4 separate regions of the Mus musculus genome follow, and regions 1, 2 and 4 are each linked to region 3. A link is a contact called in public ChIA-PET and promoter capture Hi-C data. All regions are on one chromosome and are shown on one strand. The core of a region is the stretch at or near the end of the contact, and the rest is flanking DNA. Distances in the headings are between cores, read along the strand shown. Region 1 holds the start of 1700040D17Rik (RIKEN cDNA 1700040D17 gene). Region 2 holds the start of Anp32e (acidic (leucine-rich) nuclear phosphoprotein 32 family, member E). Region 3 holds the start of 4930481B07Rik (a long non-coding RNA gene). Region 4 holds the start of Aph1a (aph1 homolog A, gamma secretase subunit).

Region 1 (3,267 bases), core at 539-3,038, 600 kb after region 3:
TGGTAGTACAAATACTGAAGACCTAGCAATTGATTTATGGTAAGGTAGAGGGCAAAGTAAAGGAGTTAGTTATAAAGTTTCTGAATGGGACACCTGGTAGATGGTATGCCAGAAAACACTGATTTTTGTGGACGGAGTATATGTCACAGGGTAAATGCCTGTGACGAGGACAGGTTTGCTGGGTGATATCCATTTGAACCAACAGGCAAATCTAACCAGATATTACAAGTAAATTTGTGCTAAGTGTGTTACTAAGGGATAATATCATAAGGGATAGGCTAGTGAACTCAAATCAGGCAAACCAACCAGGATTTTACTTAAAACACCAAAGCGGTCTGAGCCTGGTGTGACAACACATGCATATAACCCCAACAGAGAGGAGGTGGAGACAGAAAGAACTAGAGCCTAAATTCATTCATAACAAGTACAAGGCCACTGTGGGTGACATGAAATCCTGTTTGGGAGTGGTGATGGTAAGGAAGCCAGGTGTCCAATCTCCCAAATACCAGTACCTGAAAGGTGGAGGTAGAAGGATCAGCAGTTTAAGGATGGCTACAGGACAAGTTCTTGACCAGTCTGGGTTAACTACAAGAGATGTCTCAAAAACCAACCAATCAGCTGGAGAGATGGCTAAGCGGTTAAGAGCACTGACTGCTCTACCAGAGGTTCTGAGTTCAACTCCCAGCAACCACATGGTGGCTCACAACCATCTGTAATGGGATCTGACGCCCTCTTCTGGTGTGTCTGAAGACAGCAGCGATGCACTCACATATATAAAATATATAAACCTTAAAAAAACAAAAACAAAAACAAAAACCAACCAACCAACCAACAGGCAAATCTAACCAGATATTACAAGTAAATTTGAGAAAGGAAGATTGATAGACAATCAATCCAATCTAGAGCGTTCTGGTGCTGGCCTGTACTGTACTTCCACCACTTCAGAGGCAAGGGCTGGAGGATTTTGAGTTCAAAACCAGCTGACTGTCACAGGCTCCGCCACTAAAAGAAAACAAAACACCTTGCAACAAAACACCCTGCAGCTACAAACAGTCACTGGACTAAGTTGAGGAAGGTAAAAGGCAAATTAATAAAAGGTCCCTCGTTTCAAAGAGAGCCGGCTTAGGAGTGCTGAGTTGTGGTGAACGTCCTATCAATCCTGGGGGCCTAGCTCCCCGGCCCAGAGCCCCTGATCTGAGTCTGGTTATTAGCTCCCAGCACAGCTGCCCCACGCGGTGATCCGCGAGGGCCTCACTCCTAGCCCCCAAGTGTCCCACGCCTCCCGACCCTCAGTCCCGCGCTTCGGTCTTCCAATTGCCAGGGTCCCTACCGCTCTGCTTCTCCCACACCCCAAACTTCCCTCTCGCGCCCTGCCTTTACCGCTCCTCCAGAGTTGCGCGCTCTGCGCTTCGCCTCGCACCTCACCCCCGCCGCCGCCGCCCTGTCGCTCCCTCAGCGCAGCCGCCTAGCGGGTCGCTTTTCAGCAGCCGCTTGTTCCGCCCCCGCAGCGCATCCTCACCAATCAACGCTCACTTTGAAGTCTGACCAATCGCGCTCCTCCGCCGCAGCCAATCCTTCTGCGGACTGCCGTGAGCGACGTGGCTGGTGCGCGCTCAAGTCCAATTACCCGGATGAAAATCCAAGCCCGCCCACGTCCACAGCCAGTTAGAGCCCGGGGAAGCCGATGCTTTTAATGGAGCTCGCACCTGCTGAGAATTAAACAGCCAATTAGAGGCTTCTGGAGTCCTCGGTCCTCCTCTAGGAGGTTGTGCTGCTTTAAGCCGCGAGGGACTTTGGCGCTCCGAGGGTCGGGGGATTGGGTCACTCGTGGGTGTCCCGAGGCCTACGGAGTCATTCCGCGGCCAGCGGCCTTGGGGGAAGCCACCTCCTGATTGCGGCGCCACTTTATCTGTTAAGAATTTCTGCCTGGATGGACCCCCTACCCCCATCTTAGCCAGGGGACAGGAAAGCAACTATGTTAAAGGAGTGAAATGGGGGCGGGCGCTGCACACGCCACGTGGACCGAAAGTCACCGTGGCCACCACCTGGGTAAGGCAGCTATGGGAGGAGCGCGCCAGCAGGGGCCCCCTGCCTTGCCCCGGGGCCGTGGACCTGTGGAAGGGGGAGGATTTGGCAGGCAGCGGTTTGCTTGAAAAACTGAATTCCAGCCGCCGTCTGGGTCGTTCCCGAACCGTTAGGAACGGTTGGCCCTGCTACCACCTTCACTTTGAGGCGAGGGCACAGTCGCTCCGAGTCTCCAGGAGATGTTTTGTGCTGGCACATGATGAATACTCATTAAACATTTGTTGAGTGAACATAGCTAGCATTGTGTCTGACCCAGATGTCTTTGGGTCAATTTCCTATTATTATTATTATTACCACTACTACTGTTATATGTTGCTATGTTGTCCAGGCTGTTCTCAAATTTTGTTCCCTTAGGCTCTTGAGTAGCTGGGCTTGCAAACATGCTCGCCTTCTAGTCATCCAAAATATATATTTGGGTAAATAATACATGCACTTTCAAGAAGATTCACAAGTAACAAAAGGTTATTGAAGAAAATGTCCCTTCAGAGGCAACCAGTACAACCAGTTTCTTGGGAAATTTTTCATCCCACACTTAAAATACACGTAAATGTATTTTTGCACAGCTGAAAACATGCTATAGATATAATTTTATAACTTCCTTTTTATATATGTTAGTGTTTCAAAGCAACTACCTTTCTGACTCTTAGTTAAATCTCAAGATATGACAGGGATATAGAAGATGTATTTAACCAGAACTTTTAACATGTTTACTTTTAAGCATACTTCACTTTGCACTTTAATTTTTTTTTTTTTTTACTTATAAGACACAGTATCTCTATATAGTCGTGGATGGCTTGGAACTCTTTGGGTGGACCAGTTTTGTTTTGTTGTTTTGAGACAGGGTCTCTCTTTGTAGATGAGGCTGGAATCAAACTTAGAGATGCACCTGGGCATGTATCACCATGCTCAGATTAATTTTGCTTTTAAATGACTATCCCCATGGTAACTACTTAACGAATACAAACATTAGCTCAAAGAATTGTGCCTTGTTATTTCATTTGAATGTACACAGCTTTGCAAAGATTTTCCCACAAACATTTTTTCCAGTTTTTATTCAGTTAACAATATTTGAAAAGGCTTTGATTTAGTATTGCCAGATTGCCTTCCACAGAAGTTTAAAAAGTTTTGCACCTACCAGGCATGCATGAAAAGGACCTGTATGATAGCATACTGACACCATAT
Region 2 (3,372 bases), core at 666-3,165, 910 kb before region 3:
TCAAACTCAAAACTGGCCTCAAACTCAAAAAGATCTGCCTGCCTCTGCCTTGAATTAAATGCCTACCACGCCAAGCAATTCTTAAGCCTTTGGATTCTGGTCTTAACCAGAGACTTCTTAGAGCTCAGCAAGAGTTTTGTAGACCTAGTGTCAGAATCCCAGCTCTTCAACTTTACTCCTATTTGCTAATTTGGATTCTAGAACAATACAACCCAGCTTACATTTTCCCAAGGAGAAAGTAAATAAATGGGAGTGCCTTATAAACTATCTATATAAACTTAACTGTTACCACACCACACCAAAGGAAAGAGACTGCAAAAAGGCATGTCAAGCAATCCTCCAAATTGAAGGTGAAAGGATGGGGCGGAGGGGACGACCCATTTTTGCTCCACAAGACTTCTGAGAAACTGCTTGTTTTGATTTGCTTTGCCTTGTTTGACAGAGTCCCACTTGCAACCAGCGTCCTACCTCGGCCTCCCTCCCAAGGGCTGGGAATTTCTTGATATGAGAAGTACAGATTTACAGATATACAGAATTACAGATATCACTCACCACGTCCTGCTGACAGCTTTCAACTTTTGAGTTTTTCTAGAATCTTCTAAGAAGCTCTAGAAAACTTCCATTGCTCCCAGAGATAACCCTCACAGCAACAATGTTTCCACCACCTCTCTCTCGCCTCCAGTCACCAAAACCCGCAAAGGAACCACGAAAATCAGCAGGGCTCAGGGACCGTTGGCTCTGCATGATAACTGTGGAGGCCCGGCAGATGCCCGCCTTTGAGCGGGCGTCAAGGGACCACGGCGGCGCGGACCCCTTGTCCCTCGATTTCACGCCGCGGCCGCGAATCAGCGAGCCTGGTCCCCGCCCGCCGCGGCCAATCTCCAGACCCGCGGACCTGGCGTAAACCGCTAGGGAATCCGACGGCGGGGAGTCGGGGCGACGCCTCCCGGGCCCCCTTCAAGACTCGGGACTCTTCCCTACGACCGCACTGAGCGCAGCGAGGCTCGCACAAGCCTCCAGCTTGCGTAAAAGTCCGCGCGCCACGCGGATCGCGGCCCGCGCCGTCGGGTCCCGGGATTCCGCTGCGGCCCCGGCCGCGGCGCGTGCTGCCCGCGAGCGGGCACGGTCGGAGGGAGCGTGGGGCACAGATCGGCGCGAGTCCCACACCCGGGGCCGCGGCCGGCCGAGTGGCGGCGCCGCGGGAAAGTTACACCAACTTCGCAGGTGGCGAGGACCCGGGGGTCGCGCCCACGCCGCCCGCGCCCGCGATGCCGGGCCACCAGTCTGCGAGGACGCCATGGGGCTGAGCCCCCGCGCGCTCACGAAAATGCCCCTAGAAACTTAAGCCCTTCGCCATTTTAAGCACAAGAGCCTGGTGATTTAAAACTTAAAATAAACACCCCGCCTCCACCCCAAGTGGGGGCGCGCTTCCCAGCCCGCCCTGCGCACCCACCCGGACCCCCGAAGCCCACCCCTCACGATCCAGGGCGGGAGGGGACTATGGGGGCTGAGTCATCTCACCTCCTCCGGGGCTCTGTTCTTCAACTCCATGTTAATCTTCTTCTTCATCTCCATGTCCTCCTCCTTTCCCCTCGCCTGCCCTCCCCACTATCCCCAACCCTAAAAAAACCTCTAAAGGTCTGGAGATGAATGAAAAGAGACGCAAAGACGAACGCCCACTACCACACGGGTGTGGGAGAGAAAGAAAAGAATAGCAAATGGAGTCCGACGACTTGGGACTAACTCGGCTGCCCCCACCTCCGAGTCCACACACCCGCGCGCGCACACTCGGGCACGCACACACTTTCACACAGAGAGAGTGAGGGAGAGAGACACGCGCGCGCCCGCAGTTCCTTCCCCTTCAATGGCTGCTGCGAGACTGAGCCTCCATGACACGGCACCGCCAACCCCCCCTAGCCTACACTCCACCCACCTCCCAACGGGATTGGTCGAGTCCTTAGCGTCACACGACTCCATTGGGCTAGAGGGTTGTCCATTTGTCTTTAGGGGGGACCTGGACCAGAAACTCAGTGTCTATTGGCTCTGACTAGGCGCGCAGTTAATTCCGATAGGTTCGGGAGGATGTACGTCCCGGAGAAATGATTTTGAATCCCAGTCGCCCCCCTCCTTTTCTTTGTGTGATTGGCGCGCTTTCCCCTTGGTAGTAGGACGGTTTGGGTGTCTGTTGGGTTTGTTTTTGTTTGTTTGGGGTTTTTCTGGCTTCAGGGTTAAAAGGAAGGGAAAAGGCGTCGTTGGCATCCCCAAGTTGTAAGTGGGTCATGCAACACACTGCACCCAGAGCTTTCGGTGGTCTTAAAGCACAAGCCTTCTGCTCTGCGGCTAAAGTGTAAGCAGGGGCGCGAGCGCGAACAGCGTGTTGGTGACACCTCCCCGTCCCGAACTGCTTGTAGAACCAGAGCGTGATAAAGAAGGTATTTTAACTTCCAACATAAAGGGGGGAACGGCTCTGAAAGCAGAGTTGAGTTTAGCACGTTGAGTCAGAAGCCTTTAAATAAAACTGTCCAGGAGGAGTTGATACTGAGGTCATTTGTCACTGCTAAAAAGTTGGAATATTAGAGCCAGCCGCGGTGGCACACGCCTTTAATCCCAGCACTGGAAGGCAGAGTCAGGCAGATCTCTGAATTCGAGGCCAACCTGGTCTACAGAGCGAGTTCCAGGATTACACAGAAAGGGGGGTGGGGTGGGGAGAGACTGTTTCCAAAAGACAGAAAAACAAACAAACAAAATTGACACCTTAGAGGAAAAATAACACAGGCCTAAAGAAACACAATTATCAGAAACTGTCCAGCAAGGCCTCTCCTTTCCTACAGGAATCTACTTAAAATGTTCTTTTAAGTGTGAGGGGATGGAGAGGCAATGACCTCTAGCAGAGGTTCCACCCTGGTTCGATTTCTAGCACCCATATAGTGGCTCATAATCACCCATAACTACAATGCCAGGAAATTCAGAGGCATCCTCCGGACTCCACAGGCCACAGGCACAGATGCATTGTGTGTGCGTACGTGCAGGCAAAACACACGGATATGCAAAAACAAAATAAGTAAATTAAAAACAAAACCAAAACTTTTTTTTTCTGTTTAATGTTCCTGAAAGATCCAACATTCCTTTAATCATAGCCCTCAGAAGGGAGAGAGGGGCAGATCCACAGTCATCTACTAAGTAAATCCAAGGCCAGCCTCTGTCACAAAATAACAATAACAACAGAAACTATGTAATTATTTCTTTTAGATTCCTTTTTCTCTGCTTCTTAGTTGCCATGTGTTGCAATTCCTTCTGTGATAAACTATACCAAGATCTGTGAACTAAAACAAATCCTTTCTCCCTTCAAAATATTATTTTTATCTTTTTTTT
Region 3 (3,321 bases), core at 358-2,857:
TATAAATAGCACTCTGCCTTCTAAGCTTTTCATGCTCACAAAAATAATCTTGGCAGGTGGATATTATAGTTACCATTTTATTCATGAGACAATAGGTTTAGGGAGGTAGAACGATTTGTCTGATGTCATCATGTGGAATGTAGTGGTTCCAAGATTCCTCCCATACATAAGCCTGAATTTTTTGGATCCACTGCTATGGGAGTCCAAGGGGAGGTAACAGAGCCTTCTTTTAAAAGCTTTACCCAAACCTGGGCCTGATGGCGCAACAGTGTAGCCCTAGTTACTAGGCAGGCAGGACAACTTAGTGGAAACCCTGTCCCAAAAAGTGATAGGGTATAGAGTAGCTTCAGTGTTACGAGTGCACCTGCCAAGCGTGTGCGACTCCCAACGTCCAATAATCAGTATCGCCAAAACAAAACAAAAACACTCGCCAAGCTGCTATGTCGGTGGGCTGCTTGCTTGGACTGGGTGAAGCACTAGGTTCCACTCCGAACACTGCAAAAAGTGAAAATAAAACAGAAATTTAAAAACCCTTGTCATTTGAAACGGCTGCGGTCGCGGTGGGCGGCGGCGGCGCGGGGCCAGGGTAGAGAGCGCGCCAGGTGGCACACTGGGCCTGCAGATGGATCCAGCAAAAACCTGAGCCAGCGCAGGTGGGTGAGTGTCAAGGCAATTCGTCTCCCTGGCGACTCCGCCCCTTTTCCCACCTCCAAGGGGCGGGGCAGCAAAGCGCGGGAAAGCTCAACGGGAACAGTAATGCCAGCTCCCGTCAGGGGCGGAGAAAAGGGAGCTCTCTTAAATGGGAAATAGATCTGGGCTCCCTCCTTCTCTCGCGTAAGAAGCCTATCAGCATACTACCTTAAGCTCTCCTTGGTTGTGGCCCAGGCCACGCCAGCACTTCCCAACGTCACCTCCCCCACTTCCGGTCGCAGCGTGTCCCAGGTCTCAGGTCTCGGTGGTTCCGGTTTCTTTTACACTCGGAATCCCAAAGTCTGTCCAGCTCTCCCGCAGAGGGAGGGGCCGTGCGTGGTGCGTACGCCCAGAGGCAGGCGGACGCCAGAACCGCATCCATCCGGATTATAAAGCAGTTTAGACTGCGAGGAACCCCAGGCAATGGTCACCCCGATGACGTAATGTTTGGGGGTGGCACCTCATTTTGTGACCCCCAGCACCGCATCCGTTCGAGCGCGGCTTAGCCTGAGGAAACGGCACGAACACTTAAAACACCCAGGTTCCACACGGAGCCGACGAGGTTCCCCTAGACGCGCCGCCATACAGCTAGAGTTCCTAAGTTTGTAGATGTGAGGCACAGTGTCCAGCTTCGAGCGACCAATGGAGAGAGGATGGCTACGCTTCTGAGCTAGCTAGTCACCCCTCGCAACCCAAAGCGAAGACTAAGGCTGGCTTCTTGCTAAGCGACAGCGGCGGCGGCCAATGGCTTTCGGGCTGCTCAGACAGGGCAGGTGGACTCCGGAGCAGCCAATGGGGAGAACCTTCTCCACAGGGCCCAGGCCCTTTGTCCAATAGTGATGAGAAGACTATGAGGGGCCAGTTCCGAGCGGGGTATGGAGGGCCAATCCCATACGGGACTGGGTGGGGCTCACAGTTGAATGACAGGTCCATTAGCCAATGGCGAGTATGAAAGCGGGCAGCCCGGACTAGGAGCACGGAGGGAGCTGAGGGAGAGGGGAGGCCGAAGCGGAGAGAAGCAGGAAGTAGCGGCGGCCGCGGGGAGGGCGGCGGCGGCGGTAGCGGCGGTGGCGGCTGGAACCGGGAGGAGGCCGTAGGGTCTCAGCCCGCACCAGGATCGGAACAAGTAAGCACGCTCGCGGCAAATACCCGCCCCTGGCTCCGCCCCCCGGGGGGGCGGGTAAATACCCCTGCCCCTCCCCCACTTGGTCAACTACCCCCTTCTCCGTGCCGCCGCCCCCTGGGGCGGCTGCTGGCCTGGCCGGGTCGCCGCCTTCTTCTTCGAGGACCACCGGTGGGAACTCCAGTTTGCTGGAAGCACGGCCCCCTAGCCTGGTAACGTGGGAGGGGGTTCCTGGACCCCTAAGTCCTGGCGCTCTTAGACTGAGAGGCAGTCAGAGTGCGGCCGGGGGACTCGAGGCTGCGGGATGTCGCGACCTAAAATGGTGTCCGTGCCGGGCGGTGGGGGCGGGGGAATTGGGCCCAGCAGGAGAGGAGCCTGCATCCCGACCGGGTGCTGGTCAGCGTCCGGACCCAGGCAGGACTCAGGCTAGCGCCTCGATCCTGGCGAGCTCCTTGCAGTCACTCGGGTCTGGGGAGAGCCTCTGGGGGTCAGAGACAGGGCAAGCTGCCCGGCGCGCAGAGATGAAGGGGACCAGGTTCGAGTCTGGACTGACCTGGCTGCAGAGCTTAGAATCACGCAGGGACCGCCCCCTCTTGTGTCTCCACTCCCCTCGCGCCACTCCCCACTGCCGGGGAGTCCTGGCCCCCAATGTGCAGCGCCGCAGATCCTAAGGGCCTGGCCTCACCGAGGCCCTCCCTTGAGTTCTTAGCCGGTGAAAGTGAAAGAAGCACCACTCGCCTCAGTTTACCCTTTAGTTTTTAAATGTACTTCTTGTCCCCTACCCGAAACCCCGGACTTACTTTCCGCGCCAGTCCCTGGCAGATGGCAGGGACTTAAATGCCGCCCGCTGCCCAGCTTGGCCGCAACCTAATCGCCCCTGGCCGTGCTCTGGCCCCTTCCTTTTGCTCTGCGCTGTAGGCCTTGGGCAAAGGGCAATGGAGCCCCCACCCTACCGGTGTCTGTTCACCCTTTTCTTGTTAAGCCCCCTTTGCTTTTGAAGAACAGAGGGGGAAAGTAGGTAGGGAGATGGCAGCTCCACAGGCCTGGCGGCTGAGTGGAGGATCTTCATTGGCCTTAAGCCTCTGTGTTTGGCCCACTGTCTGCTCCAGGTGGCTATCGGATGACCTCCAAGTCACTTGCACGCCAGAGGGAGGTGGTTGGGAGAGGTAGGTTCGCAGGTGTTTTCTTAGTCCCCATTGGTTTGTACTCCACCGACCCACCCTGCTGGGAGCTTGAGTGGGAAGGTAGCCCAGGCTTCCCGACCCGGGAGAGCTGAATTGAAGAGGGACCTAGCGATTCATCTGGGTTAAAACTAAGGGCTTTGTTCAAACCCAGAATGTGCAGAATTAAATAGAGGGGTAATGTACAAGGAGGACTACCCTTTCTTCCTCTAGTTGGTACCCTTGTCCCCCACCCCCACCTTGGTCCGGGCAATGCCAGCCGCCACCTGCTGGGACTATCTCCAGTTACAGTCTGAAGGCTGGAAAGAGGTGAGAGAATTGGCCCTG
Region 4 (3,015 bases), core at 480-2,979, 880 kb before region 3:
AGGAGCCTCCCAGGGAAGGGCAGTAAGTCAGGGCCAGGGAAGGACAGGGCACAAAGGCAAGGTTAGAAGTGGGCCTTACCTGAAGTCAGGAAGTAATAGGGTGAGTCTCCATGGATCCCAACCACACCTGGCCCAAGTGCATCAGCCAAAATATTGATAACAGAGAAGACACCACTGATGATACCGAAGGACAGACCAGAAACTGGGGGGAGGGGAGGGTCTTGTCAACGACCAGGACCACCACAGCTTCATTAGCAGTACCTACTCCCCAAGCCCAGGGAAAAGTCTACCATACCTACTCTCCCTCCAGACCGCCTCTCCTTGGAAGTCAAGTATGAAGAAAAACACTTTAGCATACGTGGCTGTTTAGATTACCCAGAAAGAGAGGATGGGGTGTCCAACTCCCTCCTCTGGTCCCTCTCCCTTGGCTCACCATAGGCCATCTGTCGGATGGAGATGGGTGATCTTCCGTCCTCACTCAGTGATGCTAAGCCCTCATCTGCCTTCCTGGGAAACAGAAGGAAGGGCAGGGATGTTCCTTCCCCTCCAATACCCTCCCTTTAACGACCCTTACTCCAACCACCATCGCAGGGCTGGCCCACTTCCCGCCATGCACACCACTGTCCCCCCTCCCTTCCAGAGCCCCCCTTGTCCTTACTTAAGGAGCTTGTAGTAAGCAAAACGGAACACTTCCTGTAGAAGGACAGAGACAGCAGCACCAAAAATCAGGAGGCCATACTGGAGCCGTGCATCTGATCGGTCTGTCACATGGACCAAGATGAACCAGACCACAGAAGCCAAGAGCAGGGAGACCAGCCAGAAAAAGGCTCTGAGAAAACACAAGGGCAATGAGAGAGGCAAAGACAGGAGCAGATGGAAAAATCAAGGAGGGAGCCAGCCAAGGATGGAATGTATGAAAAGTGGAAGTTAGACTTCCGGATGGTAAGGGAGACAGGGACCAGATAAGTGTCTCCACCAACAGACTCATTTGTAAGAATCTGAAAGCAGCAGAAAGGGTAGAGATCTGGTTAGAGTCTTCATTAGAGTCAAAGTGTGTGGGCATGAACGGACAGACTAGGTATCCATTCCAAGATCCTTGGCTGGCCGAGGTCAGCACAGCCCCCTCATTAATCTTGGCCTTGGGCCTTCTCTGACGTTGCCGGGAGGACTACAGGAAGAATCTGTGAAATCCCTGGAAGGCGGAAGCCGACTGCGGGAAATTCTCCTAGATCACGATTTGACCCTGTGTCCAACCTTTTCCGACTTCTGCCCCCCAACTCAGGCTCCCAAGCCTGCTCCAGTTCCTCCAGCCCTTTCTGCACCTTTTTCTCTACGTTCGGCCCCGTCTCCACCACTCGACACTCACCCCGCCACCAGGATGATAACCCGAAGTGGGTCTCCAGCTACAGTGATCAGGAAAAGGGAGAAGGCTGGGCCGAACGCGACGAAGGTGCATCCGAAAAACACAGCAGCCCCCATGACTGGGCAGCTGGGGAAGGGAGGGAACCCCGGCCAAGGAAGGCGAAAGGGAGCTGCGCGCCGAGGGGGAGTCCGCGTGGGGCGAGGACGCAACCCCAGGAGGGGCGCGGTGCAATGTCACCCCCGGACCCCGGGGAAGGGGAAGGGGGGGTGCCGAAACCCCGGACGAAGGTCCGCCCGACCTCGTCTACGGAAGCCGAAGAGGGAACAACCCCCGGTCGCTGCCCCATGGCCACCTCCCATCTAATTCCCACCCCCGGAAGGCCAATGAATACTTGGTGGGGCGGAACTGCAGAGGCGGGGTCATGGCGGCATGGCCTTCTGGGAGTTGTAGTCTCTCATCCTCAGAGCCCTCCTCTTGGTGCTGGGAGTGGCTTCAGAAGAGTAGGCTGGAGTCTGGGCCCAATCAGAACAATGATTCCTGGGTTCGCTGGCGCCTTGGCCACGGTTTCCTTTCTTTCGGTAGAGAAGGGTGATAGCCACCCTACCTATTACTAGAGGAGCTTTGTCGGAGGAAGATCCTGTTTGACTCTAGAGACAAATAAAAAAGAGCACAGGATAGAGGTTGTGGGAAGATAGGGACGGACATTGTTCTTAAGTTGAATTAGAGGAAATGACCCAGAGAAGCATCCTGAGGGATCAAAGTTAGGCTTAAAAGTTGGAACTCTTTGGGCAGCCTGGTATAGGAATTACGTCTTAAATGAAGCCTCCACTTGTATTCTGTAATGACAGAATGAGAAAAGCAGGAGGAGCCGGGAGAGAAATATTAGGAAAATGTTTGGAAGGAATCGTGGAGTCACAAAGCAACTAGAGCAATGGGACTGAGAGGAAATTACACCCATCCCCTCCACCCCCGCCCCACGCCGAGCTGCTTGGTTCCTTTGATGTCATACTTCCTTTATTTATAGTCTGGAAAATAAACTTGAGTGGTGTCTTTTCCTCAGGCTGGGGAGAGAGATTTCATATTATCAGGAATCATCATTTGTATGAGGACGGGTTGGTCCTTAGGAGTCTGCAGAACAGAGGAATCCTATGATGGGATCTGAGCATTTTGATCATATATGAGAAAAATCGTTTTTTGAGGGTACATACAAAGCAACAACAAACTACAGAAAAATTTAAAAGATTACCGGGCTTCCTGGAGGTTTTTGCAAAAAGTCACTAGGAGGGGAATCAGTGGAGGTGGGGGGGTGGGGGGGATGGGAGGGTAGGGGGGGTGGAGGGTTGGGGGGGTCTGGCGGTCACTAGACACATTGTTCCCCAAGGTTAGGAGGATGGGAACATCTTGGCCAGTGTTCAGGATTCCATGTGTGTTCAACAGGCTGAGTCTGGGCCACTCTTCTCTGTGAGCTGTTAGCAGCTGTGGGGAACAATCTGTGCATGATGAGCCCACAGCCACTTGCACGGTGTTCAAGGACTCATTTTAGATGCTTAGCAAGTATTTACTAGGTATGTGAGGCTTGTGGAGCTTTTCTTTTGTTCTAATAGCTATTTTTATGTGTGTGGGAGGGGGTTGTGTCATGTATATCTGTGCAA

The links. Promoter capture Hi-C pulls out the DNA fragments that hold promoters and counts their contacts. ChIA-PET counts read pairs in DNA pulled down with a chosen protein or histone mark.
Region 1: a contact with region 3 is called in a promoter capture Hi-C map of neural stem cells. The contact joins the promoter of 1700040D17Rik here to the promoter of 4930481B07Rik in region 3. A contact is called at or near these places in 5 of 39 promoter capture datasets (cranial neural crest, frontonasal cranial neural crest, maxillary cranial neural crest and 2 more) and 1 of 115 datasets of contacts at active chromatin or transcription factors (neural tube).
Region 2: a contact with region 3 is called in a promoter capture Hi-C map of liver, with 6 times the contacts expected there. The contact joins the promoter of Anp32e here to the promoter of 4930481B07Rik in region 3. A contact is called at or near these places in 1 of 39 promoter capture datasets (liver) and 1 of 115 datasets of contacts at active chromatin or transcription factors (astrocytes).
Region 4: an RNA polymerase II ChIA-PET map of memory CD8 T cells shows a contact between it and region 3, with 17 read pairs. The contact joins the promoter of Aph1a here to the promoter of 4930481B07Rik in region 3. A contact is called at or near these places in 2 of 39 promoter capture datasets (liver and pre-B cells) and 3 of 115 datasets of contacts at active chromatin or transcription factors (bone marrow-derived macrophages, memory CD8 T cells and pancreatic cancer cells).

What each region holds. Positions count from the first base shown.
Region 1 is chr3:94,411,476-94,414,742 of GRCm38.p6, reverse strand. 1700040D17Rik (RIKEN cDNA 1700040D17 gene) reads left to right here and starts at 1,788. Exons shown (of 2, transcript NR_152121.1): 1 at 1,788-2,049. Tdrkh (tudor and KH domain containing protein) reads right to left here and starts at 1,499. Exons shown (of 14, transcript NM_001357711.1): 1 at 1,381-1,499.
Region 2 is chr3:95,927,800-95,931,171 of GRCm38.p6, reverse strand. Anp32e (acidic (leucine-rich) nuclear phosphoprotein 32 family, member E) reads right to left here and starts at 1,915. Exons shown (of 7, transcript NM_023210.4): 1 at 1,522-1,915. The coding sequence starts at 1,575. Gm46815 (a long non-coding RNA gene) reads left to right here and starts at 2,147. Exons shown (of 3, transcript XR_001783926.1): 1 at 2,147-2,432.
Region 3 is chr3:95,013,815-95,017,135 of GRCm38.p6, reverse strand. 4930481B07Rik (a long non-coding RNA gene) reads right to left here and starts at 1,607. Exons shown (of 2, transcript XR_003954670.1): 1 at 859-1,607; 2 at 1-495. It overlaps Zfp687 (zinc finger protein 687), which reads left to right and starts at 1,679. Exons shown (of 9, transcript NM_001357863.1): 1 at 1,679-1,816.
Region 4 is chr3:95,892,635-95,895,649 of GRCm38.p6, reverse strand. Aph1a (aph1 homolog A, gamma secretase subunit) reads right to left here and starts at 1,729. Exons shown (of 6, transcript NM_146104.3): 1 at 1,367-1,729; 2 at 659-829; 3 at 434-507; 4 at 80-202. The coding sequence starts at 1,479.